Regions from separate parts of the Mus musculus genome. Here regions 1, 2 and 4 are each linked to region 3. The links are chromatin contacts, called in public promoter capture Hi-C maps. All regions are on one chromosome and are shown on one strand. The core of a region is the stretch at or near the end of the contact, and the rest is flanking DNA. Distances in the headings are between cores, read along the strand shown.

Region 1 (7,374 bases), core at 4,280-6,779, 2.4 Mb before region 3:
AAGTTGCCTCTTGCCAGATAATTACAGCAACAGAATTCAAATTCAGACAACCCCTTCAGTTATTTTAGAATTATTTTGTTTATGAATTTATTCAGATACTTCGTGTTCTAGACTTCAGAAATGAAGGCATCAAAGACCAGTCAGAGGAGAGGTGACAGGTGATGACAGCTGAGGTGAAGGTGATTGGATTGGGCAAGAAATACACAAGGTTCAGTCCAATGTGGATGTGTTGAGGCATAAAAAGGACCTGGGACAAGGGAGGGATACCTGGGACCTTTGAGAAGAACTCCTGAATTGCTGGGTGGAGATGCTGTCTGCTGAGATGGTGATGCTCACAGAGGAAGGGGCTGGCAGAGATGGGCTGACTTGGATAAGCTCCTTAGGTAACCACTATCCTCAGTCTCCCATGGAGCAATCACTTGGCTCATGTTTATTTTTAATCCTGCTCTCATTATTTGGTTACATTTATAAACATCATCATTTTTTTCTCACTGGCAAAAATAAAGCCTAAAGCTTTGGAAAACCTGAAACATGATCTAAACCCAAAGATTACCAACTATTAATATAAGAAATCTCCTTCCCTGACAGCATCCCCTTCTCCCCCTCTCCCATCTCAATGAAATCCATCTTCATTTATTGCAGCTTTCTAGGAACTTGACATTCAGTTTTGGAACGTGTGGAAGGTGGGTGTGGGTATGTAATTAACTAGAGTGTTTGATACAATATTAGTTCTACAACCTACTAATAAAGTCACCTCTCTCTGCATCTCTGTCTCTGACTTGCTTCTCTCTCTGTCTCTCTTTCTCTGTCTCTCTCTGTCTCTCTTTCTCTGTCTCTCTCTGTCTCTCTCTCTTTCTCTCTCTCTTATGAGCACACATTTGGGTATGCATACATGTGTATGCAACCATGTGTGGAGGTCAGAAATCAACATCAAAGTGTCTTTCTTTACAACTCTCTACCTTATTTTTTTGAGACAAGGTCTCTCACTAAACGAAGCTAAAAAAAGCTGGTCAGTGAACTCTGAAATCTACCTTCCTCCTCTTCCCAACCATTAGGATTGCAGTCACGTGTCCAAATTTCTACAAAGGTTCTGGGGATCGAAACCCAGGTCCTCATGATTGTGCAACAGGTCCCTCACTGTTTGAGCCATATCGCCAGCCCAACACCACTCACTTTAAACAGTTACTATATCATGGAAGCTCCTAAGAAAAAGTAGCTCTCCAGGAATTTGTAGGGTAAACTAGTGGGAAATTGGTATCTTTCCAGGCACTATTTAAACTGGGGCTGTTTTTACAAAATAAAAGCAAATGTGGTCATTTCGGTGATAGTGAACTTCCATGGTTAGACAGAGGGAATGAAGGTCATGTGTTGAGCCCACTTTAATCTGGTGGATTCTTTGTTTCAGAACTGGTCCACCATGAAAGAATAGCCCCTCCTAAAAGAGGCTGCTTGGCTGTGTGTTGCTCTAATTCTGGTCAATAAATCCCTACTGATAAAATAAAATGGTTTGGAAAATAAAGATAAATAACCTAACAATGGTACCCAATTCAATATTGCTGCTGGCCCTTGTGAATAAAATGAATTCAGTATTGCCACTGACCCTCATGAATTAAATGTGAGTTATGGTTTAACATGAACATGCTCTGCCATGGCTTTATCTAGGACAACGGCTTTTTTTTTTAATGTGAAACTGTTGGAAATGGAATGTTTGCTTTCTCCCTAAATTTTGTGTTAAAATACTAAGTATCAATTCAGTGACACTCGGAAATAGGTTCTTTTGAAGGTAACTGGGTTAAAGCGGGTTGAAGTGGAAACTTAAGTGTTCTTTGGAAAGCCAGTTGAATGGTGTTTGATGGAGCAAACACATGAAGGAACATTTAGCTGAAGCAGACATAGGTGAAAGGATGTTCTGCTAAAGCAAGCACAGGAAAGGACATGTGGTGAAGGATTCTTTGTTAACAACACCCATGTATTGAGCCACCTTACATTTCATAGTTGAATTGTGTTTTTCAGTATTTCATAGAAAGAAACGCATCAAAAAAAAAAAAAAAAAAAACCTCATGGTGGTAATAGGTAGCTTTTTTGTTGCTTCTGTGGACATGGGCTGGTTGGCAGAGTAATGTCAGCTGAGGCAAGACACATGCCAGGACAAGACATGTGAAGGACACATGATGTTTGAGAGGTATAAATAGAACTCAATGGAGGCTGAGCTAGGCTTGCTTATAGAGCTAGCTTACGGGTCTTGTGTCTTCCATCATCTTTGCTTCCCTGAGAGAGACACAGCTGAGAACTTCTTCTGGCATTCCTCCTGGTCCCTCTTGCTGACTCAAGCAGAGGCTAAATCTCTGCTAGGTCGTGACCCTGCTGTTGCTAACCTGAGTCTACTGAACTGGACTGCGTGCTGGTCCATCCATGAAATGTTTTCAAGTGACTTAACCTGCCGCTGCTAACCTGTGAACTGAACTGCTAATTTCCAGACAACACAGATGAGAGTTGCTCCAAAGAAGCTTTCTAAATAAGTCCACTCCTTCCCCCTTTCTTTCCCACTACTTCTGGTGGGTGATGGGCTAGGAGGGAGGTTAAGGCATTTAAGAACCATCACTAAAAATAGGTTTTGAAAAAAATTAAAGTTATAGTAGGACATGAGCATATGACCTTGGAGAGTATAAATGCCCTTCTTAGGAAAAGGTCTCTGGCCACCAAGATGTAGTAAAGACACCTGCCAACACACCTGATCTGCTTTGGCACCTGATTGCCTGTGTTAGATCCCTAGGACCCACATGGTAGAAAGAGAGAATCGACTTCTGAAAATTAGCCTCTGTTCTATACACTCATGCTGTGGCATGCATATGCCCACACACATACATAAATAAAATAAAAATATATTTTAAAATGTCTCTCTCCATGGCCATATACCAAGAAAATTCATGCATGGACATAATCAGAAAAAAAGAGATCCTGTCAGCACCTGATTTTGGAAGTCCAGCCTCCATTGAAGCCGCCCAGTGCGCAGTTAGAACAACCTGAAGTGGGGTGCACAGTTAGAACAACCTGAAGTGGAGTGCACAGTTAGAACAACCTGAAGTGGGGTGCACAGTTAGAACAACCTGATGCGGGGTGCGCAGTTAGAACAACCTGAAGTGGGGTGCGCAGTTAGAACAACCTGAAGTGGGTTCGCAGTTAGAACAACCTGAAGTGGGGTGCGCAGTTAGAACAACCTGAAGTGGGGTGCGCAGTTAGAACAACCTGAAGTGGGGTGCGCAGTTAGAACAACCTGAAGTGGGGTGCGCAGTTAGAACAACCTGAAGTGGGGTGCTGGTTAAACCTGCTCATCCATTACTCACACTGGCTCCACTTGGATAACTCTAACTCCTGGCTGCTGTAAAAGTGACATGCATTCCAGGAAAGATCATACTTTGAATTTTAAATTTGGATCTTTTTCTAGTGCTGTGTCTTGGGCAGAGATGCTGGGTAGAGGCAGTCAGTGGACAGTCAGGAAGTAAACCGTTCCCTACCCTGCTCAGCTGTGCCACTCCGTGAGTTAGCCAAAGGAAGCACTTTAAACTTGGGATAGTTTGAACCGAAAGGGAGGTTGTTAAGAAATATTCCTATCAGGCTGGAGAGAGGGCTCAGCAGTTAAGAGCACTGGCTGCTCTTCCAGAGGTCCTGAGTTCAATTCTCAGCAACCTCATGGTGGCTCACAACCATCTGTAATAGGATCTGATGCCCTCGTCTGGTGTGTCTGAAGACATCTACAGTGTACTCATATAAATAAAATAAATATGAAAGAAAGAAAGAAAGAAAGAAAGAAAGAAAGAAGGAAGGAAGGAAGGAAGGAAGGAAGGAAGGAAGGAAGGAAGGAAGGAAGGAAGAATTCTATCTACCTATCTACCTTTCTCTCTTTCTTTCTTTCTTCCTGTCTGTCTGTCTTTCTATCATCTATCTCCTCTCTCTCTCTCTCTCTCTCTCTCTCTCTCTCTCTCTCTCTCTCTCTCTCTCTCCCTGTGTGTGTGTGCGTGTGTGCGTGTGTGTGTGTTATGTTTTTCTGTCTCCACCAACTACCTAAAGGGTCCTGCTTTCATATATATATATATCACTTACCACAGTCCAGCCACCTACCACACAATCAGGACCCTCTGCTGCCAGGACCTTCAGCCTCTCAATATCAACAATTCTTTGTAGGATCAGACTCAAATAATTCCTCACTCACTGGGAAGCCAGACAAGCCTTGGTTGAGCTTCTCTTAGGAAAACTAACAAGGTTTCTGGTGAACAGTTCCATTCCCTAGAAGAAATAAGTAGAGACATTTAGTTTTGAATGTCCGTATGTGAGAAACAGTGACTGGTAGCCCTAGCTGACTCTCCATAAGCACAATTCCAGGGCAAATCAATAATTCTAGAGGTGCTTTTGTTAGGACAGGTGTGTACTCACTGGAAAGAAATGTAAATCAATGAAGAGTAAAGCTGTAGGCAGAATGACAACTGCAATAAATAGATCTTTAATCTCCTCTCTAATCAAAAAAAAAAAAAAACTCATCAATGGTGGCATCCCTTGATCATTCACATTTTGCTACAGATAAAAGTGACCAAAGTTGGCTTCTGGGAAATTAAGCTCTTCTTACTTGACCTGAAGCCAATGAAATGTATTCCTTAATTCCAGTTTTACAGCCTGTGTTTTGCAAGCCTTGAATGTAAAAAATAAAATAGGAAAAGGAAAAGAAAAAGAAAAATCACTCAAAAGTAAGGGGGTTTGTTCTTTTTATCTTATAAACAGATTTTTAAAATCCTTTTAGGTTTATTATTTAGACTGGTGCTCATGCTGCATAATTTAATGATAGAGTTTACATTTTTATAAAATACAAGTCATCTATTCTTTAAGAAGCACAGCAACTGCTGAGATTTCAAGCAATGAACAACAGCACTGGCTCTTACATAAGAGCAAGCTCCCTCTTCAAATCTGAACAAGCAAATCCTACGAAGTGAAATGTTTTCCCAACCTGATCTGGCCTGAATTCAGCTACTTGGTTATATAAATGCTTTTTGTATTTTCTGTTGGAAAACCAGCGTTTATCTACATACTTGACCTAAAACTCTACAGTTTACTCCATGCACAATCGCAATAGAAGACTGTGTGGCACAACAACAGGGTCTCCCAGATTACCTTCCCTAGTATATCACTTCGACATAGCAAATAAACAGGGTGACAATGTAAAGCGAAGCTTAGTTATCTAAAATGGAATGAATTTAACTTTAACATTTATGTTCATAATCTAGATTCAAAATCTTATTGACCCCGGTGGTTGTAATACGAAATACATTTCCATTTTGTAAACAAGGCAGGAAGACAGTTTTGGAGCTTCTGTTCAGGCCATAGTGACCCAATTACCTGGTCAAAGGGCTGCGTGGATGCAAGAGACAGGGTGAGTTAAACTTTAACTCCCGGGAATTGTAAACCAAACCTACAGCCACTGAACCTTTGGAGTTTGATACGATGATTAGAATATAACCAAAGTGGCATGCTGAATTCGCCATAATCAAGGAACCTTTTCCGGGTGGGGAACCTCAGAAATTGCTCAGGTATGGCCCATGCTTTTTGTTTGTATTTTCTGTTTCAATTCTGGGTTGTAGTGTCTGGTAGATTGCATGAAAACAACTTGTGCTCTTAACTATCTCTGAGCCTAATGCAGAGAATTGTCGTCGTTTGGGAATGAAACCAACCGGAAAGCTAAACAGTGTCTTAGACTGAGCGGGGATAAATTTCATGGTATACTTCTTGAGTGGGTATGCTTCCACAACTTGTGGGAAGTGGAGTCATCCGTGGGTTCACAAGTGGAGCCCATGTGCTGCAAACCTAACCTCCAGCTAGCTGTTGGGGAGAGCTGTGTTTCACTGTCTGTCCTGATCTCTAGGACCCGACAACAGAAATGTGATTAAGACATAGTTTCACATCTCCCACAGCCTTCTGAGTTCTGTGTATCCTCTAATACTTTAGACACCACCTATTCAATTAACTTCTGTGTGCTACTACATTATAAAAAAAAATCAGGATAAATTCTTGCTATTTCTTCTGCTATTAGCCTGCTAACCAAAAATAATATCCTAAGCTACTTTCTTTTGAGTCTAGCAAGGAAAGAAAACATTATGGAAAAGTGTGTGTTTTGAGTGTGTTAAATATCAACCCTGAAGTGTCTATTTATTAGATTGCTTTCACAGACTAAGCAACCAGCACAGCACATGTATTTTTGCAATATCATTTTTCTCGCACCTAAAAGATAACTAAGAGCCAAAATACAATGGCTCTAAAGTGGGAAATAGATCAGGGCATTTTCTGTCCTATAAGAAACCTCAACTCTCTGCCTGAAGAGCCAGTGTTGGTTCACTATAAATAAAGCAAGCCATCAAGCAGCCCCATGAAACACATTTCTGTACTAGTGCAAGGTACGGATGGAAGTCTCCATGAAAACTGAGAAATCATTTGTGCATCCTAGGAGATTAACGTTTTGTAAGCCAAATATTAGTAAATTCCCACTCGAGTTGTAATTTAGGAGAATCAAATTGAGTTGGTCTAGCTTGAAACACTAAAGTAAAAGGCAGCAGCATGTACTGTCAGGGAATGGAATCTGGAGATAAAAGGGAAGTCACTTACCTGTCCAAACAATCAGGAGTTCCCTGGCTGACACAGAGAAGTAGACACACCTGGTTTATTTTTAAGACCATGTTTTCTGGAATAATAGTGGTACTTCTCAGCTTAAGAAAGTGCATACAGCTTGATGCTCCAATTTACTATGGATTAAATATAGGGGAAAGATAAAATACAGTTGGCTACAAACAGATTGTTTTAAGTGACACTCACAGAACACCATAATGGATCCAAAATCTTGGGTAGCCATTTTAACTAGACAAGTTAACCTGTGATGTTTCAATATCAACATTACCTCTACTGCACTTGAGGAGCATAGGGAGTCACAAACATGCGTCTCCAACAGTCAATCAAATGAGCTGAGTAAGACAACAGAGAGCAGGCCATCTTACCATCTGGGTGCTCTTCAGTGTAACAGTAATCATTGTTAAGTGTTAGATTACCAAGCACATTTCTAAGCACATGTTCTAAGTTTAAATTCATGTTATTCTTAGAATACCCGTATGAGGCTAATACTATCATTATACTATACTACTATATATCATACTGTTATTAGATTGAGGCTCAGACAAATTATTTAACAGACTTGATGTTAAAGGCAAGTGACATAGCCAGGTTACGCAGTCAGGCGGTCTACTTGCAGAGCACATGGGTGCTCTGTACCCTGTCACTAGGATTCACTCTGTGTACATGGGTGTTTATCATTGGGACTAGCCAAAAGAACAAGTAATGCAG
Region 2 (7,258 bases), core at 2,360-4,859, 2.3 Mb after region 3:
AAACTTGACGATCACTGCAGCATTTTGACGATCACCGCCACATTCCTCAGTCTTAGATCTATGCAACAGTGCATACTTTTTTTTTCAAAACTCCATCCTCTCTTTGTTCTGATTTGCTGCACTACAGTCTTTCTAAACAGTTTTATACATTTGAAACGTATTTCCATATCATACAGCTCACATAAAGGTCCCACACACACAGAAGTGAATATGGCCGTTGCAAGTCAATCCGTCTTCTACTATGAACATGGCTTTGTCACTCTTCCAACTCTGTCCTTTCCATCCCTGCATCCTCTGACCTCTACCCCTAAGTCATCACTGTTCCACTCTCTATTACCATAGATGTCTGTTTCGTACATTTGTATTATACGTTTTTTATATAACATATTTTAGTCATATTCTTTCCCCTGCTTCTACTCCTCCCAGGTCCTCTCCATCTTCTTACCCTTCACCCCAAATGTCACATTCTTTTATTTTTCTTTCATGATAATCCCACCATTAGAAGCTTCTAAAGAAAGAGTTGTATAGGTGTAAACAGTATCTGGGTACAGTTTTGGCTTTTGTTTTTAATAAAAATAAGTAAGAAATGCTCTATCTTTGTGTATGTGAAAAACAGAAGTCGTGAACAGGGTCTTAGAGAACATCTCTAGTTGAATAGAACCTATTGTCTACAACTGCGTGTTTGCTTCATTTTGACGGCCAGTGTGTTCCACTTTCTTCTGTAATGCAACAGATTGGATGCATTTTTCTCCAAAAAGTTACAATCATTGTACCCAAGGAAGTATGCCAAACACGGTTAAAAGAAGTATATTTATTGACTTCACTACTTCAGGACCAATACTCAATTGGAATATGAAAAAGACGCTTTCCTTAAAAAGTGTGTCGCAAGGCTGATGAGATAGCTCACTAGATTAAGGAGCTGGCTGCCCAGCTTCACATCTGAGCTCCATCCTCAGGGACTCAGACAACAGAATGAGAGAACTGCCTCATGCTGCCTTCTGACCTCCACATGTGCAACATGGCACATCAAGCGATAAATTAATGTGATAGAACCTTAAAAGTAAGTCTGAAGCACACATTTAAAATAGACCACATGATCATAATGATTGGTTAGGAACCATTCTTAAATGCTCTTTCAGAACCAATTTTGCTGTTGTTCAGTACACTATTATTACTGTGTGTAATTAAAGGGGTGCTCTGTCAGCTAGACTTTCCATTGCCTTCCAACTCTTATCTTTGCCATTCATTCCTCTTTGGATATAATCTCTCTAAATCCCATTTCATTGCCCCATGCCACCCCGTTCCCCTTTAGGTCTTTTGCCTTCCTAAATCAGATGAAAAACCTGATTGATCAAGTCCAGTTGCATCTGGACTTAGAAAGGTCCCCACACTTGACCATTACATTTGGTGTCACTGAAAAGCGTCTTCAGCACATCTTTATGCATAGCAGCCAGAGCTCTGTCTGACTCCCCTCAACCCCCAGATCCAGTAGGTACACACAAAAAGTTTTTCGTGACAGTTGCCTTACAAGTTCTGCCAGAGTTATCATTCTAGCTTACCAAGAGCACCCCCATCTACCTCCCAGTCCTTACCCGGGGCTTGTATGAAAGAGACTTTAAGTGGTACATTATGAATCATGTATTTAGTAGGAAGTGGAAACAAATTCATCATGATGCTTATCTTTCCTATATAGAGCTCCCAGCAGAATAAACCAATGGGCTTGTTTCCATTGCCTTATCTCGTCTGGAGCAGTAGAAATGAACACTTCTGACTTGCCAGTTTTTTTGCCAATATCTAAATATTTTTGTTCTATTGAATGTGACTAGATGTACAGACACACTTTTATTTTGTCTCACACATGAAAAGTGAAAGCATAAGGCATGCGATCCAACTCGTTTCTGATCCAAGTATTTTAATAGCAAATTACTAAATTTGGTTGTAGACAATAGGAGAGATAACCCACCATCATTTCAGAATTTATTCTACCAGTCTAGACACAGTAGCATGGTACATCTTGAATCGTATTTAAAATGAAAGGTTGGTTTTACAATGTTTGTTACCAGTTTTCAGCATGCTGGCCTGCTAAAAGAAAACAGATGTCTATGAGATAGTCCGGAGATTTAAGAAGAGAGGTCTAAAAACAAAAATTCAAGAAAAAGGAGACAGAAAAGGGTGTTGCAAAGTAGTGCCTGTGTCATTTGGCTCTAAAGATTATGAAATACCTGGCTACTTTATTCTACTTATTGTACACCTTTTGTTATTAATAGAGAAACGATGGTGACAGCAATTATATTAAAACTACAAATACTTCCTAGAAATAGAAGCAAACTTTATAATTTCCAAAGTAATACAGTAGGCACTATCCGATTCACTTTATTGCTTGCTACAAATTCTGGGCTTGAAAAACAACCTCATGCCAGGAAGAACTGTAACTATTTATTTAGTTCTGCGGACTCTGAATTATATAAAATGACAGTCACCAAATCCCCTCTGAATTTGTTTCAGAGATATTCTTGCTTCTTGTATTTGGAGCTGAGTATTCTTGGATTAGAAAATTCACTTCACCATGAATAAAATAACGAAGTCTCAACTAAAAATCCCAAGACCTCAATGTCGAGAAATTCTCTATTTTTAGTAAGTGGTACAGTGAATACTTCCTCTCTCCCTTCTCCTCCATCAGCAGGTGTCTCTGCCATTCCAGCAGACTGATAAAAGGAAAAGGAGGGGGCGAGGAGAAAGGAAATTGTCTAAGTCGTCGTCGGGTGGTGGAGGTGGGGATATTTTAACATGACGATTTAAAGTAATTTTTTAAACGTTCTTACCCAGAATTTATTACGAGGTTTATTATGGATTACTCAGCAGTTTGGATCTGTCCATCTGTAACTTATAAACGGAAGGGGACAAGGGATTAGAGGGAACGAAGGACGGCGGGGGGCGGGGAGAGCAAAATGTAGGCGCGTGGGCACGGAAGGGAGAGGCGGACTTGGCAGTCATGAGGGACCGCGGCTCAGAAATGGAAAGTGTGGCCTGGCCGTCCTGCCCTGGAGTGTGTGTGGGAGGGGAGCACGGTGTCGCATTGTCCTCTCCCGACCCTAAGCGCTTCTCCCGTAGGATGAGGCCAGGAGAGGACACGGGGAAAGAGTTAGTCATAAGGATGCTCAGGTGAGCGGTCTCCCAGTCTCCCCGGCGCTGGAGGCACTGGAGGAAAGATCAGGGGGCAGACATGACCCCGAGTCCGCTTCCTGAGCGCGAGTTTAAAGGTCAAAGGCCACCAGCTGGGTCAAAGGTCCCCGGCTCACCTGCCACTCCAGGTGAAGGGAAAGCCAGGGTTAGAATCCGTGTCACAGCCTTTACAAGGCCTGTCGCCCTCCCACCACAGCCCGCGACCAACATGGCGACCAGGCGCCCCCCAGCTCCCGCCCCGCGCCGTCTCCTCAGCGGTCCCCGCGCGTGACGCGGGGCCGCGGTCTGAGCCCCGGCCGGCGGACCCGCGGGAGCGGAGCGCGGCCGAGGGCGCGAGCCGGGCGCACGCAGGGGGTGGGCGGCGGAGCCTGGCGGCCAGCCCGGGGGCGCGCGCACACGCGCGGGCGCGCGACGGGCCGCGGGCGCGCGCGGGGGCGGGGGCGGCGCGGCGGCGGCGGTTGGAAGGAGCCCTCTCGCGGCCGCGGCAGCAGCAGCAGCGCCCGCCCCGGCTGCAGTCCGGCCGCCGCTGCCGCCGCCGCCACCGCCTCGCGCCTCAGCCGCCCGGCCAGACATGAGTGAGGCGGCTCGGGATCTCTCGCCCGGAGCGCCGCCGGCGGTAGCCGCGGCCGCCCCGGAGGAGAGGAAGGGGAAAGAACCGGAGCGCGAGAAGCTGCCGCCCATCGTGACGGCCGGCGCAGCCGCGGTAGGTGCGGCGGGGGCCGGGGGGCGCCCTGGGCGGTGGGTTGAAGGCGGCCTGGAGAGGGGACAACAGGGAAGTTGCGCCTCGAGGGCAACGGCCATCACTTGGGAACCGCGCCTTCCACGCTCGGGGAGTGGGGTCCGCTGCCTGATGCTGGGTGTTTGCTTGTTTTCGGGGGGTCTGGCTCCCGACTTTCTGCTGAGGGTCGGCATCCTCTGTTGGATGAGCATGGGTGCCAGTTGGGCGTCAGGGAGGTTTTCCCTGAGTGGGAGAACCTGCCTGTGGGCGCCAAGGCAGCGCTTCCCTTCGCTTTTGCGGTCCTTTCTCCCCTCGGGTTGAACAGTCTCAGAGAGGAGTTTCCTCCTAATTCTGACCTTTCCGTTGCTATCCGGGTAGTGGGAGGCAGTTGCCTCCCTGGATGCTTTTATTTTTTTCATACGGTACTGACGTGTGATTTGAAGGAGCGAGGCTTTTTCTTCTTTTAAAACTCGGCTATCCAAGCTTAATAAGCGTGGTAATTTCCCAGCTGGATTTTGCAAGGGTTAATTTGGAAGGCGCTCTCAGCCTTCAAACTCCATACTGCCAAATGATGTCATGGGACATCATCCCCTCTCTCCCTTCCCCCTGTTTGTACTTAGTGGTTGGGAGTCTGGTTGCTTTATGATTAACTTCTGGTTTTGACATTTTTATTTGACATAGTATTTAAATACTTTGGGCAAGTTTGCTTTCAAGTATTTAAAGATTATGACTTGTCAACGCATCTGTACGTGACAAAATAGTAAAAGTTTGGGGAATATTATACATTTAAAAAAATTTCTACTTGCAATTAGTTTCTAGAAGCCGCCCTCCTAAATGACTAGGAACTTACTAAAATAGCTCACTCTTCTTTATAAAGTATTAGTATCAGAATAATGTTATGATTTGGTAGGTTTTTCAAAAATGTCTGAAGCCTGTAATAACTGGAAATTGTTAAAGACAACTCTTTTATCATAAGTCAGCACAGCAGATTTGGACAGCAATGACACACATTTTAAAAGGATAACTACAACTGATTGGTAAATTGCAGCTGTAGTTAGGAATTACCTTGGGAGATGCTTTGAAGCAATTTGTCATTCATATTGTAGTCTGTTGGTGCACAGGGTTTTCACAGCTTTTTATGTAGGACTTCTTAATGCCAATGTAGTTTGTTTGTTTCAAGTCTGGGTATGTGTCTAGTGTGTGTATACGTGTGAGTATGGGTATATGTGTATGGAGGTCACATATACATGTGACCTGGTGTTGGTTGTCACCCCATGCTTTGGCAGTTTTTTCCTAAGGTGGTTATTAAGAGGGAAAATGTAACATCTGCTTTTAGAAGCAATGTTATGAGTTTAGTGTCTAACAGCAAGTACCTTTCCCCAAATTATTTATATATAGTGAAGAATATATTATATATAGCAAATAATGTCTATTATTTATCAATATTATTTACATATAATTTCAGTGGAACTGAAAGAAAGGTTTGGAACTTAACAGAAGCTGATACAGTGTGGCTGGAAGTCTAACATTTGTTATCTGAAGCACATAGGTCTTAGTAATTTCAAGTTTTTCAGATTTTAAGAAAGTAATCCTTTTAAGTATTACCACATGTAATAACTACAGTGAAGTCCTGGCCAATTTCCTGGCATCAGTAGTATCTAAAACTGTAGCCAATGTATTGTTTGTTCTGTTCAGTGGAATAAGGTTAAAAACTCTTACTTGCCTTATGGCATTTCAAGGCACATCCACATTTGTGCTACCAAGTGAATTGCAAAGACACTCTTTTTCAGGATGTAGACTAGTCAAAGAGCCTATAGTTTAAGAATTTTTAAAAAATCTTTGAACATGGAGGATAAAAACAGTTTGGAATAGAAAACTTGGGATTCTGAGGCAGTTTCTGGTGGTGCCTTAAAATTTCTTTTGACCTTGATACTGCTGTTGGATTTTTCAATGGAAATTTTAAGAGGAAAATGCAAGTATGTATTGCATATTTTTCAAGAGGATTTTCAGAGCTGAAATTTTGAGGCATCATGATAAAAAGCCTAAGGAAAAAAAATGCTGACATCTGAAGATGAGGAAAGCCAGGGCATCTGGGATGACCGGATTCTCCAGTAGAGTGGGGAAGACTTGATGGAATGTGGTGGAAAGAGAAAGACAGTTTATTGCCTCCTAGTTTATTTCTGAACTCTGTAGGGCTTAAGCAGAACTCAAGGTTTGTTTAGTATCCTAATTGACATCAGGAACTTTGGGGACCCTTTTAGTGATTCTTCCTTTTTGCCCAAATTAATAGCTCCACCCTTCCAACTTGAGTTTATATTTCAATTCAAGTGGCCCTGTAATCATGTGGGGTTTTTTCCCTCAGAAAATTAGTGTGTCATGGTTATGACGGTGTAGAAACAAGTAAGAGTGACAGCTCACGAAAATAAAGAAGAGGTCAGATTATGCTGATCCTAATAAGGCCAAAAAATATAAGCTATATTCTGAATGTTTAAAGAGGGGTGCCATGATGGGAGAGAGAATGGTAGAAACTGTAAATTCTGATACTACCTCTATGCCAAATTCCATTCAGAAGATTCCTGACACAGGTCTCAAACGAGACTGACTGTAGAGTTACTTTGGTAGGATGTTGGTCCTGACTCACATCCCACCCTAAGATACCAGTTTTCAATCTGATGCACAGTAAAAATCAACTGGGAAGCACTATGACGGCCTAAATGCAAGCTTTTTTGTTTGTTTGGTTTTTGGTTTTTCGGGACAGGGTTTCTCTGTATAGCCCTGGCTTCCTGGAACTCACTCTGTAGACCAGGCTGGCCTCGAACTCAGAAATCCACCTGCCTCTGCCTCCCAAGTGCTGGGATTAAAGGCGTGCGCCACCATGCCCGGCCCAAATGCAAGCTTTTTAAATCAGAATTTCTGAGACTGGAGACATATTTTTCTTTTAACTTCTTGGTAAAACTAAGAGTGAACACTGATGCTGTAATGTACTGAATTAAAAGCTATGAGCACAGCTCAGCAATCTGTGTTTTAAAACTACACCCTCATCCCAAATCTGCTTAGCAATAGCTGTCAAAGTGGTTCTATGAAAGATGGGGTGCAGGGGTTAGTGAAAGGGATGGCTGTTTAAGTGTCTCAGTGAGAGATGCTCAAGAGGCCCCAGGTGATGGAAATTAGACATACTGAATTCACTAAGGCTGGCAGATTGAAATGGAGACAAATATGTAAATTAGTGATTTAATACAAATATTAGAAAAACATGGTAAATAAAGGAGAAAATACACAAAGGAGAGACAGAATTAACTGTGGCAAGTAGGGACGAGTTTTATTGCTTCCTTCAGTATTTAATGGGCTGAATGGGAA
Region 3 (6,493 bases), core at 367-2,866:
AGGGGAGGGATTTGATGGAGACATCTCATTTAGGGCTGAGTGTTCCAGTATCTTTCTCTCTCTGAATAATATTTGGCTGTGGATCTCCGTATTAGGAGTTATTTTATTATAATGTATGTGTTGTTTGTTTGTTTTTATAACATACATATTTGTTTTTTTCCCTAGGTCCCTGGGCTATCTAGTCTCAGGTTCTTGGGTAGCGTCAGGTTTATGTTCTATCTTGTGGAGTGGGGCTAAAGTCAAATCCAGTATTGATGGGTTGCTCCCACAAACTTTGTGCCACTATATGCACTAGCTCATCTCTCTAGCAGGACACCATCATAGATCAAAGGCTTTGGGGTAGAGGTGAGGTTTACCTTTCTCCTTTAGTAGCATGCAGAATATCTTCCAGTACCAAAGATGTTGGCATGTAGGGATGAAGGCTCTATGTAGGCACTTTCTTCTTGCTCTCAACTTCTCTATATTCAATGAGTTGTGTGGGTCTCAGTTTGTGGGGAGCAATCTATAGTCTTGGCAACAGGCTGCATTGTTTGGGGACTCCCATGCAACTCTTTTTGGCCAACGATTCAATTAGATGCAACCCCATCCAGGAAAGGAAAACTTCATTTGATGACAAGAGATGTTCACTTGTGGCTCTGTCTCCCCCCATTATTTGGCTATAGATCACCTTCATGTATGCTTATACTTTAGGAAGACTCTGCTAGGTTTCCATACCTCTCAAATGCCCTTTAATTTTAGCTGTCTCTCCCTGTATTCCCATTCATCGTCTTCCTTTCCCCTCCCCCACTTGATCTTCCCATCATAACTACCTATTTTATTCCTCTTCCTTAATAAGATCTTTCTGTCCCCTCCCCTAGTCCCTTACTCTATATCTAACCCCCGTGGTTCTAAAGATTCTGGCTTGGTCCCTGAGTTAACTGCTGTGTTATTTGTCATAGTCATTTACCTTCATTCTCCATTTGGGAAACGAAGCCAGGGACATTCCCCTCATCAGGATCCCAAAGCCTATTATCTCTACCTCTGCTGTGGTGATTGTCACTTCATGTATCATATATGAGCTCTGTGGAGGGACCTCCCTCATCAGAATCCTAGGGTGTGTACCTCCTCTGTGGTAATTACCATTCAGAGGCCCCAGAAGCCCCAGCAGACCTGTCACTGACAAAATATTGAAAGTGAAGGCAAAATGGTCTTTGTCTCCAGCAATCAGCCAAAGTCCAATTCAATACAGAGTTCAGAATTCCTTCCAGGGTGAGCAGCAGGCAGAAAAAAAAATCTCACTTGACCTGAGGGTGTGACTGTGGAAGCGCCCAGGATGGGGAATGCCCATTTATGCAATCAAGCCCTGCTTGGGCCCCCTCCTCCCCCGCCCCCCACCCCCACCCCGCTCAGGCCGCCTGTGCAGTGGTGAGTCAGTGGGTTTCCCCGGGAGACCAGCAGAACTTTCTCGCAACCCTTGGGGCTTTACGAAGATTGTGTTTGGTCCCTCAAAAGAAAAAAAGTGACATACACGTGTTCAAAGCGATTTCTGGGAAGACCTGAATAGGAGCGAAGCGGTTTGTGCGTGCCAGGGGGCGGGCCTAGGCAAAGTACATACCCACAGGCAGTCTAGAGCTGGTGGGTGGGGCCGCAGGCTGCCCACACAGGCCGCCCGCTGTTTTCCCTTGCTGCAGACATGCTGTGGATCTGGGCTGTCCTGCCTCTGGTAAGCTTTGGGACGCCTGGGATGTGGGACGCTGCATACTGGGGACCACCACATGAGATTCCAGATGTGGCTGGCATTGGGTGCCACCGGTCCAGATGTTTAGAAACGCAGGGGAGCTGCTTTCGCTCTTGGCTAAGTGCTCAGGGCTGAAGCCCAAGTCCAGCGTTTTTCTGGAAAAAGTTTGGGTCGGGGCGGGGGGCGGGGGCGACGGTCAGAGCTTGGTGCTGGCCAGCTCTTGGATCGATCGCTTTAGTATGGCTGGAGAGGGACTCTGGCTTATAGACTTGCCCAGACACTTTTCTAGTGCCACTTTAGGGCACTAGAAAAGTTCGCTCCGAGGCTCCCTGGCATTTGACACTTCTGACAGTTCGCTCAACCGGGAAGTGAGTTACTCTGGGCTGTATTTACAAGCCAAGCATTAGATCATAAAATTTCTCAAAGTAACTTTGTCTGCGAAGATTTGTTTACTCTCCTGTAACAACACGGGAAACAAAAAAAACCTTCCCTTCCGGGAATTGAGCTGTCAAATTGTGGATGGCTGAACTGGTGGATATTTTTATATTGTTTGTACTGTTTCTTCTGTTACCCTCTTTCTGCTGGCACTCTCACAGCAGATTTGTCCCAGTAACCCTAGGGCTCTGAGTCCCAGCTCCTCCTTGTCTGCTGCAGGCACAGAAGTAAGAACTCTCCAGCATTCGGTCTCTTCAGAAATGCCTGTTAATAAATGCCAGTCCGAGGGATTCGACCCTCCGAGGTTCAATCCAGTTCTGAATTTAGAAAGATTGCTTTATCAGGTCCCTAAAAATTTGCCGGGCACAAGGATCTCAAATCGGTTTTCACAGCAGTGGTAGAAGGGAGGAAGACAACCTCTCCTTACTTTTACAAGGTTAAAAGAGGTTCCGAGAGCTTAAGCATTTAACAGAGGTCACACAGCTAGCAAATGACAGTGCCGGGCTTCAGTTGAGATCTAACTCCAAGGGGCATGTACATACACACACACACACACACACACACACACACACACACACTACTGCCCCATGGTATGGTTAAGAGAAAGGTTTTTATTGTGGATATAAAAGAGAAAATGGCCAGAGGCATCTGGAAGAGCCCAGAACATAGAGAGAAAGAAGTAAACTGAACATGGCCAGCAGACTCGACCAGGGCTATCTGAGAGAGAGAGAGAGAGAGAGAGAGAGAGAGAGAGAGAGAGAGAGAGAGAGAGAGAGAGATGGAGCAGAGGCTAGAGAATAGAGAAAACCGAGCGAGAGAAGCAGGCGCCGAGGTGAGAGAACAGAGTGAGAAGAGCAGAGCAGGTTTTTAGGTTAAATGAGTCGCTAGTGGATGGGAAGCCCAGGAGCTGGAGGGAGCTTGAGTAGGGGTGGCAGTGAGCAGGACTAGGATGCTAGCATGCACTTTGAAATGTGCAACAGGCACTTGTGGTCCAAGTATGTGCTTTGATGTGCTGGTTAATAGGCACTACAGGTAGTCTCCTATGTCCCATCTGCCAGAGGTAAGGGAAATGACTTTCCAATGGATCAGAGGAGGCACATTTAGTCAAATCCTTAATACAAGCAAACCAGATAATCTGACAACATGGTGCAGAGACTGTTTGCTTGGCAGGGCATGTACAAACATGTCATCTTGAAGGGTTTTTTTTTCCTAGCGATTCTTTTCCACAACCTGATTTACTGACCTCCATCCCTACCCTAGATCCATATTGTTCTTCCCCTAGAAGGGACAGCCTGCAGGTGAGGAATATTCTGAATGGGAAGAGCCCATGGTTAGAGATAGGAGCAAGCTCTAAGAGCAAACTGAGAGAGAGAGAGAGAGAGAGAGAGAGAGAGAGAGAGAGAGAGAGAGCAGGCAGGGAGACATCCTTTAGAAGCACAGTCATGGGGAGTGGAAGAGGCTTAGGGAAACACCATCAGAGAGAGGAATCTAATCTCTTAGAGGCCCAGGGGTGCATACAGAAATGCCTGATGTACCTGCAGGTCTCAAAGAGCAGGTTCCAGTGAGACACCAAGAGGGATAGATACAAGCAAGCATCTCCTAGGGGAAGGAGAAGAGAGACAAGCAGTTAGACAGCCTTAGAGACACAGTAAGCTTCAGGAGGGAGCTACCTGAGAGACAGACCTAAGGAGGCAGCTGGAAGCAGAGAGAGGAAATGGACAAGCGAGACAGAGCAAGCTCCAGGGTGGAGCTCAGAACATGGGAGGGAGAACAGGGTGAGAGAGGAAATCAGCAAGTCTCTTGGTGACAAGAATTTCAATTCTGGACATCCGCAAGTGGTCAGGGTGTCCCCAAGTGGGCCAAGACACTTGTCAGAGAGAAATGTCCAAAATCACAAAGGATAGGCATCTCTTTCATGTAATGGGGTCCCAGTAGGGAGAGAGAAGCTGTCTGATAAACCAGCATGACTTCTGTAGCAACAGACAGAGAAGGAGGCTTCAAGGAGGAAATAGGTAGAAGTAAAAAGCCGCTGAAGAAGCGGGGCTCTAAAATTTGGAGTTGGACCTGGTAAGTGTCAGAAACCAGAAGAAACAAGTATTCTATACCTTAGAAGAGTCAAGTCAGAAGCTTGGTTTGCTTAGGAGAAGCTGAGCCCCTTGTTGGGCACCAGCTATATAAACTGTGACATGACTTAACCACTCTACGTGTGGTGAAGGGGGAGGTCTTTATTGTGGATATGAGAGAAAGAAGAGCCAGAGGCATCCGAAAGAGTGAAAACCAGAGAGAAAGAAATAGACTTAACATGGCCAGGAGTCTGGGCCTGGTCATAAATATTTGCTAAAAAGGACAATAGTGGGGGATGGGGACAGAGAAATCAGTGAGAGAAGCAGGGGTGGGGTGGGGCTCAGTGAGAAGAGCTGGGTTAGGAGCCCTATGAGTGACTGATGGGGAGGGAAGCCCATGAGCTGAGGGCAGTTTAGGAGAGGGGAGGTGGTGAGAAGGGCTAGGATGCTGGCTAGCATGAACTTTGAAATGTGTAACAAGTACTTGTGATACCAGCATACACTTTGACATACTGACCCTTCTGCCAGAGATAAGGGCAATGGACTCCTTTGGCTGGCTTTTATCTAATTTCCAGAAATCCTATAGGCCAGGTAGAGCTCATTTCTAGACAGTTGGACAGCTGAACGGTCTTTTGGAGTTTGGGGGGGAATTGGAGTTTCTTTTGGGCACAGCAGTTTGCTGATTTGCATCTGATATCTAGAATATACCAAGAGTTTGGAATGGTAAAGGCTCTTATACTTGGTACCTTATGAAGGGGTGGAAAAAAATTCCTTTTGGTTCTTTAAGAAGCGATTCATAATATTTGTCCTTCAGAAATGTCTTTAGGAAATTTTGAGACTCTCCTCAGTGCAAAGTTCCTAGTCCCCACTCCTTCACTGTAGTATGGGTGGCCTGGAAAAGCTCTCAGCTCTTAGAGTAACATTAATGAAGTAACAGGAGGCAAAAGGCCTGGAGCTATGCTCAGCTTAGGGGTAGCTGTGTCTTTACCACAGGATGTGTGCCTCAAGCACCCAGGAAACAGCCTTTCTAAAAGAAGACACACTCATACATGCATGCACATGTAAAGTTTACACACATACTAGTACATAAATGTTAAAATTAAGTATAATTTGTTATATTTATGATTTATGGCCTAGGAAATTAAAGTTTACTAGACAGTATTATAAAGTCAGACAAGTAAAATTGTAATAATGATCCTGTCACCTCCATAATCCTTGCGGCATGCTATAGTACCTTGCATCCCTCCCATGAGACGCAGACGTGTTCTTACTCAGAACGTGGACTTGCCCAACACCATGCCTCCATTTTTCTAGCATTGTGTTACCTCGAGTCTCTCCTAAAATATGACTCCACATGTAGTATGGCTTCCTCAGTTGTAGCATGTGTGTGTGTGTAGTGTGTCTCTGTGTGTATGTGTGTAGTGTGTGTGTGTGGGTATCTGAGTGTGCAGTGTATGTGTATATGTTTCTGTGTGTGTATGCCTCTGTGTGTGTATTACCAAGTGGTCACTAGAAGGTTTACCCTGCAGTTTTTAGGGATGGCACCCGATCACACACTAGACAGCTGCTTTCCTCATATTTCTTAGAGCAGATGTTAAAAATGGCTGAAGAAGATGAGAGGTGATTTAGAAAGCAAGGAGTAACCCTACAGAAGCATCTCACAACTGTGGGTATTTTGGTTCATTTTGAAAGGTGGGCAAAGACAGCTGTTGATTTTACACTTCAATCATTTTCTTTAAAACAACTCTGGAAACATGAAATGTTTTTTTGATTTTTGAAAGGGCTTTATTTATCCCAGAAGGGACATGAAAGTTTTATGAATACAATAAGGAGATTAAATATAAATTAAAGCACTAACAAGTGTGGAAAATCCAAGTTTTGTGGGTTCTGACGCATTGGATTTGTTTTCTAACTAAGCCATCTTCTCAGCCCAAAACCCAAGTTTTAAAATCATAGCAAGACTGAGAAGCAAGAAATAAGTTGATGTCTGGAGGCCGTCAGCATCCCTCTCCAAATACTACTGCTGTTTACAATAGACAGAATTATTGCCTTTAGAGCCAATGGAGACTTTAATGTACGATTTTTCTTTTTATTCTGACACTGAGATTACAGGAAGGTCAAAGGTGATAAAGAACTGACAACCAGAGCCTGATACTACTTCTTAGTAAGCTCTTGGAGAGCAAATAGTCTCGGGGTGAGAGCTGCCAGTGTATCAGAGGCCGGGGGCTCCAGGATGCTCAATGGAGAAGCCAATCGCCACAATCCGGTTGCTGGCTGG
Region 4 (7,023 bases), core at 1,633-4,132, 2.4 Mb after region 3:
AAGGTGTCGCTGTCTGAGCTGCTGTAAACATTCTTCATGTAGACACAGTCCACATCTGTGTAGGTTTTCCAGGTGTCAAAGGTGATCCGGACCTGAACCTTCTTCTCAAAGCTCACATTCTTCACTTTCACTGTCCCGGTCACCGTCCGATCTTGCAAAGAGCAGTTCTCGAGGCAGACAAAGTTCTTCTGAAAGCGGTCCCGGAAACTTAAGTAGTCGGTTGAGGGCTGGGGAAAATCAAAAACCAAATTTTTCTCCTCGTGAAGTTTTAAGCTGGAGGAGATATCGTTAAGGTCCAAGAGATCAAACTGCAGGTCCCACGCTGGTTCTTCTGGAAGGTCGGAGAAGACATGGATAGCAGTGAGTGACAGCCCCTTGGAGTCCGCAAACACGACCCGCTTCTTGGCTTGGTTGTGTGGGCTCTTCCACTCACTCTGCGATTTGGCTTCCTGCTTGACACTGAGACATGGTTTCAAAGGTTTCAATTTATTCACAAAATTTCTTCGTTGAAAACCATTGTAAGGACCCAGGAAACTCTTCAGAGGTGGTGAATGAGCCAAGCAAATCCTCATGGCCATGTCCACGGGCATGACGGAACTTGTCAAAGGACGTGGATCTAGCACATGGATCATTCTGGAATGAGAAAAAAAAAAAAAAAACAGTGGTAATCACCGAGGTCTGGAGTCGTCTTCCCCTGGTCCCAAATGCACACACACTAGTACTCCAGTGCAGAGAGGTGCTATCACGTGGAGAAAAGGAGAGCACTGGGGTGATGAGATCTACAGTCTAGCTCTGTGCTTGGCAGGCTGCTGGGCCCATGTGTAAACTGCCTGAAACACTCAGAGAGGATTCAGTTTCTCCATCTGAGAAACAAGAGGGCTCTATCTGAACAAGTCTGACACAGCTCTTGGAATTATGTACTCTGTTCTGGGCCAGTGGTTCTTAAACCTGTCAGATCAACAAGACCTGAGAAGTTTCTTTCCTTTAGAAAAAAAAAATTCAGATTCCGGGGACTTAAAACCACTACAGTAGAGCTTCATGGCATGGAGCCAGAAAGGTAAATATGTTCTTAAAGCTTCCCCCAAAAGAGTCCATTGGCCAGACAGCTTCTTCCATTATCACAGTCCCAGCCTCTCGCTCCCTCTGGCTGCTGTTTCCTATTTTGGCTCTCGAACCGGTTTTACTTCTCAGGAGAAGTAATCCACTTGGGAAACAATAAATGAAGCAATTCTTAAAATGTCATGCTGTCCTTAGAGTGACAGTAGGTGACGCTTGTTAAAAGAAAGAATGACTTTTTCATTTTATCACAGTCATCCTCATTTTTTCACAAATGACCAACTGCAACACCAGCCAACATCTCACAGACTAAAGGAAAAACTTTAAACAATCTACAGTTCATATAGAAAGATGCCCATGACAGGTCCAACTATAAAGGGAATAGCTACCTGCAGGGATAACAGACTTGTTCATTCTGACCAGTAATAACCACTTTACTATAGCTCTGTCTTGTAGCCTGCAGTGTACATTATATATACACAACATAAAGTAGTTTTAAAAACTGATAACCAGAAAATGAGCTGTTTTAAAATACACTGAAGATATATGAATTTATAAATACTGAAAACTACAAAGGAAAACACTAAGATGTTCATTATCTTTGACTGATGGAATTATAGCATCTACTGGTTTGGGCTTCTATGATGTTTCCTGTTGTTGAGCAGGTCCTATTTACAAGTAGGAAGGCAATAACAATAGTTTGCATCAAACAAAGAACCATCCATCAAGACTTTTCTGGCCTTTCTTTCCCTTGAACCACACTATAATTCCACACTTACAGAATTAGGTTTTTCCTCTCCAATGTCAGCCTTATAAATCAAAGAAACATGAAATACAGTAGGTGCCATTTTGGAGTCTGGGGCTTTATTAATTATTTATTCTTTAACAGTTTATATATGTATATAACATATTTTGATCATAAATATAGTCTGGCTTGAAGAATTCTCTTCATACCAGTGCTAAGCACAGCACCCTGTATATGGTCATCATCACAAAGTGGCCTGTAAAGAATGTATACTGAACTCACTTTAATAGCTCTAGGGTTTTTCTGAGAGGATTACAAACTTCCAGCAACAAAACCTCAAAGTCTATTTGTCTCACAACCATTAAGAGGCAGGATTTGGGGAGGGAGAATTCTTGGACTAAGTTACAACTGGAGATGCAACATTTCGTGAGATGGTCTTGGTTGCCTGGTTGATGGAGCTGTTGTTCGTTTTTTATTGGTTGAGCTGTTCTTGTTTTTCTTTTTGTTTTAGTTTTTTTGGTTTTTTTCCTTTTTTACTCCTGCATTTATAGAAAGTTTTAGTAGTGGGCTATTTCCCTGGAATTCTAAGTCCTGGCCAAGAGTTAAAAATAATAGCTTGCTCAAACTCTAAGACTGCATTTTCTATGACAAACCAGGAGAGGGGAAGTGGGGAAAGAAGAAATGCAAAATCCTCTACCTTTTGCCACAGGCTAAACTACCTCATCAATAAAACTAAGCTGCACCCAAGTGTTTGGGTCTTTGAGCTCAAAGGCAACAGAGTCACTTCAGCAAAGGAATCCCAGCTAAAACTGACTCACTAAGGCAGTTTCTACTGTGAGATGTAGATTCCCAAAACAGGCGCTAAGAAATACAACTCAAATTCCATCCCTTCAAAGCCTCCGGGACGATTCAACTCAGCCATCAACCTGGGAGTCTCCCATCTGCAGAGAAGACAAAACCACAAAAGCCCCCAAAGTCCCCGCAGCTGCAGGCTCCCCTCCATTCGGGCGCAGAGTTGCACTGAACCTACCTGGTGCAGCTCATTGGACCGAGAGGCAGCGGCGACCGCGACAACCGCACCCTGAGCAACTTCGCACTCAGTACTTAAGAGGATGCAGCGCCGCGGTCCAGCCGGCCGACTGACCGCAGGCAACCGGGAGGCAGCTTATCAAAGCCAGATCACGTGAACCGGTCCCTCCGACCAATCAAAGGCCGTGCGCCCTGACCAACCACTGTGCAGCTGGGGCACGAGCCCCTGCCCCTGGAACGTGATCACCGCGGGGCTGGATGTGACCAGAGCGTGCTGGAAGGCGGCCGTAGAGTCCCTGAGCCCTGGGCCAGCGGGATCCAGCCGTGTTCCCGGAGCCTGGCGTGCAGCACGTAGCTCACGGCTCGCAGCTGGCCTTCTGCAGCTTGTGCGAGCCTGGCGGGGTCTTCTATGGAAACGCGTAGGTCTGTGCAGAGTTGAATCTGAGCTCAGAAAGTTGTGGCTCCGCCCGGTGTCTGTGTTATTTGAAATGCTTGTGATGCTCCTTGCTTTGTGTCCAAGCACCTTGGCCCAAGCAAAGAGAAGTTGGCTGGCTCTTCTTCCTCCACAAATAAAGTCACACAGCCACTCAAATGTTAAGAAAACACGTGAGCCCATGAAACGAAGTGGCCGTGTGTGTGTGTGTGTGTGTGTGTGTGTGTGTGTGTGTTTCCCTCTGAAGACAGAGGCAGAGAGGGCCAGTCTGTACAGCCTAGCGAGACTCTGCCTCTGAATAAGCAAATGGAGACTATGTGCTGACCTATTCAGTTCTCTGCTTGGGAGAGAGAACTATAGGCCAACATGAAGTTACTGTCCTTGCTCATTGTCACCAATTGCAGCAGACAGCCCAAATCCCTAGACTGAGTTATGACATCCTTAGGCAGAGGTCAAAATCACAGTTGATTTCATGCCCTACCCACCCAGCGGCTTTCGCTGAGATTTCTTTCTTTTCTTCTGTGCACATAACCAACACAAAGCAAAACTAAAATAAATATTTTTTAAAGAAACGTCTACTGAACATCACAGAGGAAAAAACTTGATAATTGGACTTTTAAAAACTAAAAAGTTCGACCGGGTGTGGTGGTGCATGCCTTTAATCCCAGCACTCTGAAGGCAAGAGTCTGGAGGATCTCTGTGAGTTCGAAGCCAGCCTGATCTACAGGATGAGTTTCAGTAGTTACACAGAGAAACCCTGTTGGGGGGAGAGAGAGCAAGGCGCGCGCACGCGCAGGGGCGGGGGGAGGCATATCTGTTAATCAAATATAAAATTGTTTTCTTCTTTTGTTTTTTGTTCTTCCCCCTTTCCTTTCCTCCCTCCGAACATTCCTACGTTCCTTGGTCTCTTTCAAATTCATGGCCCTTTTTCCCCCTACTTGTTGTTCTATGCGTATGAATACTGATTATTTTTACAAAGTCCATGACCTAGCTCTGCTTGGCTATCTAGAAGCCAATTAGAATGTGCAAAAAATTCCTCTGTCATGTAACTGTCAGACTCAAGAATTGTTACAATGGAGTAAAGAATAAGAACCATGCTATGGGGCTGGAGAACGGCTCAGAGGGTAGGAGTCCCTTGCTCTTCTTTCCACAGACCAGAGAGCAGGTCGTACCACCCAGCTCAGGCGCTCATACACAGCCTGGAACTCCAGCTTCAGGGGCTCTACCGCCCTCCTCTGGCTTTTGCAGGACCTGCACACATGTGCACATAACCAACACAAAGTAAAACTAAAATAAATATTTTTTTAAAGAAACGTCTACTGAACATCACAGAGGAAGAAACTTGATAATTGGACTTTTTAAAGATTTATTTTTATATTAGACATATGAGTGTTTTTTACCCCTCTGTATGTATGCATACCACATACATGTAGTGCCCTCAGAGGTCAGAGGTGGGCACTGGATACCCTGTCATTGGTTGTAAGCCACCACGTGGGTGCTGGGAACCAAACCCTGGTCCTCTACCAAGGGTAACAAGTGCTCTTAGCCGCTGGACCATCCCTCTCTCTCCCTCTCTCTCTCTTGGGCTTTACTTCTGAATAAAGCACCTGACCAACAGCAGAACTAACGCCCCTCTCAAGATGGCCAAGACCACGTGAAAGGCCAATGTTTAGGGTTTTAATCCTCACCTGAACCCAGGCAAGTTCTAGCCTCAGATTCCTGTTGTGCAATATGGAGATGGTAAATTTGCTTTGAGGAATAAACTTGTGTGTATCAGCAACATCCCACGTTAGAGCTCAGTTCAATACTCGATCCTCCTGTGCTCATTTCTACTCTCACCTCAGCAAAGTTAGTACCTGAGAGAAGCAGCAGTCACCACCATGCATGGCTCATTGAGTCTTATCATGGGCCAAGCATGCGCACCATGTCATCTGTTAAATACTTACAGCATCCTACATGGAACTGCCTGTCATAAATACCATCTTAGATAAAGGAAAACCATTAGGAGATCAAGAAACCTGGCCGGGACCTTCCAAGTAGAGTTGTGGCTCTCTGGGATCAGAACCTGCATGCAGGATAACTGCCGTCTGCCCCATTCTGGCTTCCTTTCATTAATGGTCAGTTACAAGGATAAAGACAGGAGGCGCCTTGTGTATTGTTGGCTTCAAACACTTTGTGTTTCACAGTTGATAAATCTAAACCCCGAGGAGGAAGCAGAGCTGGTAGCCAAGGGCTGGTTAGGTCAGAGCCAAAACTAGAATCTTGGATAGGCCTTTTCTCTACGCAAACCGTATATGCTGAGATAAAGGGTGACTATTACCAGCTAAAGCTATGAAACAGCACACTGTAAGAACAATGCAGTTTGATTCTACTTAGGAGGGAAAGATATGCAGGGACAGGCTCTAGAATATTCTTCACCAAAATGTTAGTGCTTACTAGGGGATGGTGACAGTACTCGTGGTAAAATGTTTTTGTTTTGCTTCTTCGTGGTTTTTGGAGATTGTTGTTGTTGTTGTTTTGGTTCGTTTTGGTTTGGTTTTTTGGGTTCCACACACACACACACACACACAATGAACACAGAAGGCTTCTGTAATTAACAAATAAATTTGAAAAGGTTTTCAAGCTTTCAGATTCAAGTAATTCAGAGAGACTCTTAGCTGGGTGCCAAGAACCACGTTGGAAGCTTTTTAAATGTTCTCAGGCTGCCCCCACCCCTCCCCATCCCAGCCCCACCACCGTCCTAGAAAAGCTGTATTGACTCTGCTTACGCTCCTGCCCCCTGGTGTTGATTAATGCTGCCAAAACAGATTTCTATTTCAACTTCAAGAGGACTTTTTAAACAGAAAACAGTATTCTTTCCTACAAGAAGTCAAGGTAACCTGTAAGCTTAATAGTCCAAGCCTCTCCTTCAGGCTCCTAGCTGGTTTTTACTGCCTTTCATTACAGGATTGAAGGTACTGGAAAGGAATCAGTGTTTTTTCCTTGGGTGTTGCGTCAATGAAGATGGACTAAACCAGAAGTTATGAAGAATTTTATTGTTTGTGGGCTCTATCCAAGTGTGGCTTGGCAGCACTCAAACGTTGCTTTGTCTTACTCGTCTTCCCATAATAAATCTATCAACCAGGGCTCGTTAATTGGTGCATGGTGTCCAGCATCATGCTTGAGGTTACCTGGAGTCATAAGCCATAGCCCTTTACCCTTGAGACTATTCTAGATATTTCTTTTATTTTAGGCTCAAAAAGTACCCCACAGATGAGGGGCTGCTGGCTGTGTGGTTTACACAGTGGGGTTGTCCAAGCATTTGCTCAGTATCTCACCTGGAGGCTGGACTCCTTTTGTGGGAAATTCACCCTGGGGTCCCCCAGTTACCAACTCATTTTCTTTTTCTTTCTTTCTTTGTTACTTTCTTTCTTCCTGTGTACATAAGCATTTTCACACATGTGTGTGATATGTATGTGTGTGTACATGTTCACGTTTGTGCACGTGTGTAAGAGTATACATGTAGATGTAAATGTCCCACGAACATTTCCCACAGATGTTCCAACAGATGTGCTGCAGGACAACTCCCCAACAATGGGCAGCTGTGGACGGGAAGTCCAAGAATCTAGTAGTTGCTCAGTCCCACGAGGCTAGTTGTTTCAGCTGGTCTTCTGTAGAGGCTGGAATCCTGAGTAAGTAGGTTCCAACAGATGTCCTGGCAAGTAAGAGCAAGCAGGTGAATAAGAGTGAGTCTTCCTTCTTCCAATGTCCTTATGTAGGC

What was found. Promoter capture Hi-C pulls out the DNA fragments that hold promoters and counts their contacts.
Region 1: a promoter capture Hi-C map of liver shows a contact between it and region 3, with 5 times the contacts expected there. A contact is called at or near these places in 2 of 39 promoter capture datasets (liver and pre-B cells).
Region 2: a contact with region 3 is called in a promoter capture Hi-C map of liver, with 4 times the contacts expected there. A contact is called at or near these places in 2 of 39 promoter capture datasets (both in liver).
Region 4: a contact with region 3 is called in a promoter capture Hi-C map of liver, with 6 times the contacts expected there. A contact is called at or near these places in 2 of 39 promoter capture datasets (hippocampal neurons and liver).

What each region holds. Positions count from the first base shown.
Region 1 is chr19:31,863,284-31,870,657 of GRCm38.p6, forward strand. A1cf (APOBEC1 complementation factor) reads left to right here and starts at 5,530. Exons shown (of 12, transcript NM_001081074.2): 1 at 5,530-5,576.
Region 2 is chr19:36,551,030-36,558,287 of GRCm38.p6, forward strand. Hectd2 (HECT domain E3 ubiquitin protein ligase 2) reads left to right here and starts at 3,610. Exons shown (of 21, transcript NM_172637.3): 1 at 3,610-3,886. The coding sequence starts at 3,755. Gm41838 (a long non-coding RNA gene) reads right to left here and starts at 3,010. Exons shown (of 2, transcript XR_877830.3): 1 at 2,823-3,010; 2 at 1,896-2,705.
Region 3 is chr19:34,289,043-34,295,535 of GRCm38.p6, forward strand. It overlaps Fas (Fas (TNF receptor superfamily member 6)), which reads left to right and starts at 1,617. Exons shown (of 9, transcript NM_007987.2): 1 at 1,617-1,702. The coding sequence starts at 1,673.
Region 4 is chr19:36,733,722-36,740,744 of GRCm38.p6, forward strand. It overlaps Ppp1r3c (protein phosphatase 1, regulatory subunit 3C), which reads right to left and starts at 2,883. Exons shown (of 2, transcript NM_016854.2): 1 at 2,832-2,883; 2 at 1-633. The coding sequence starts at 2,845.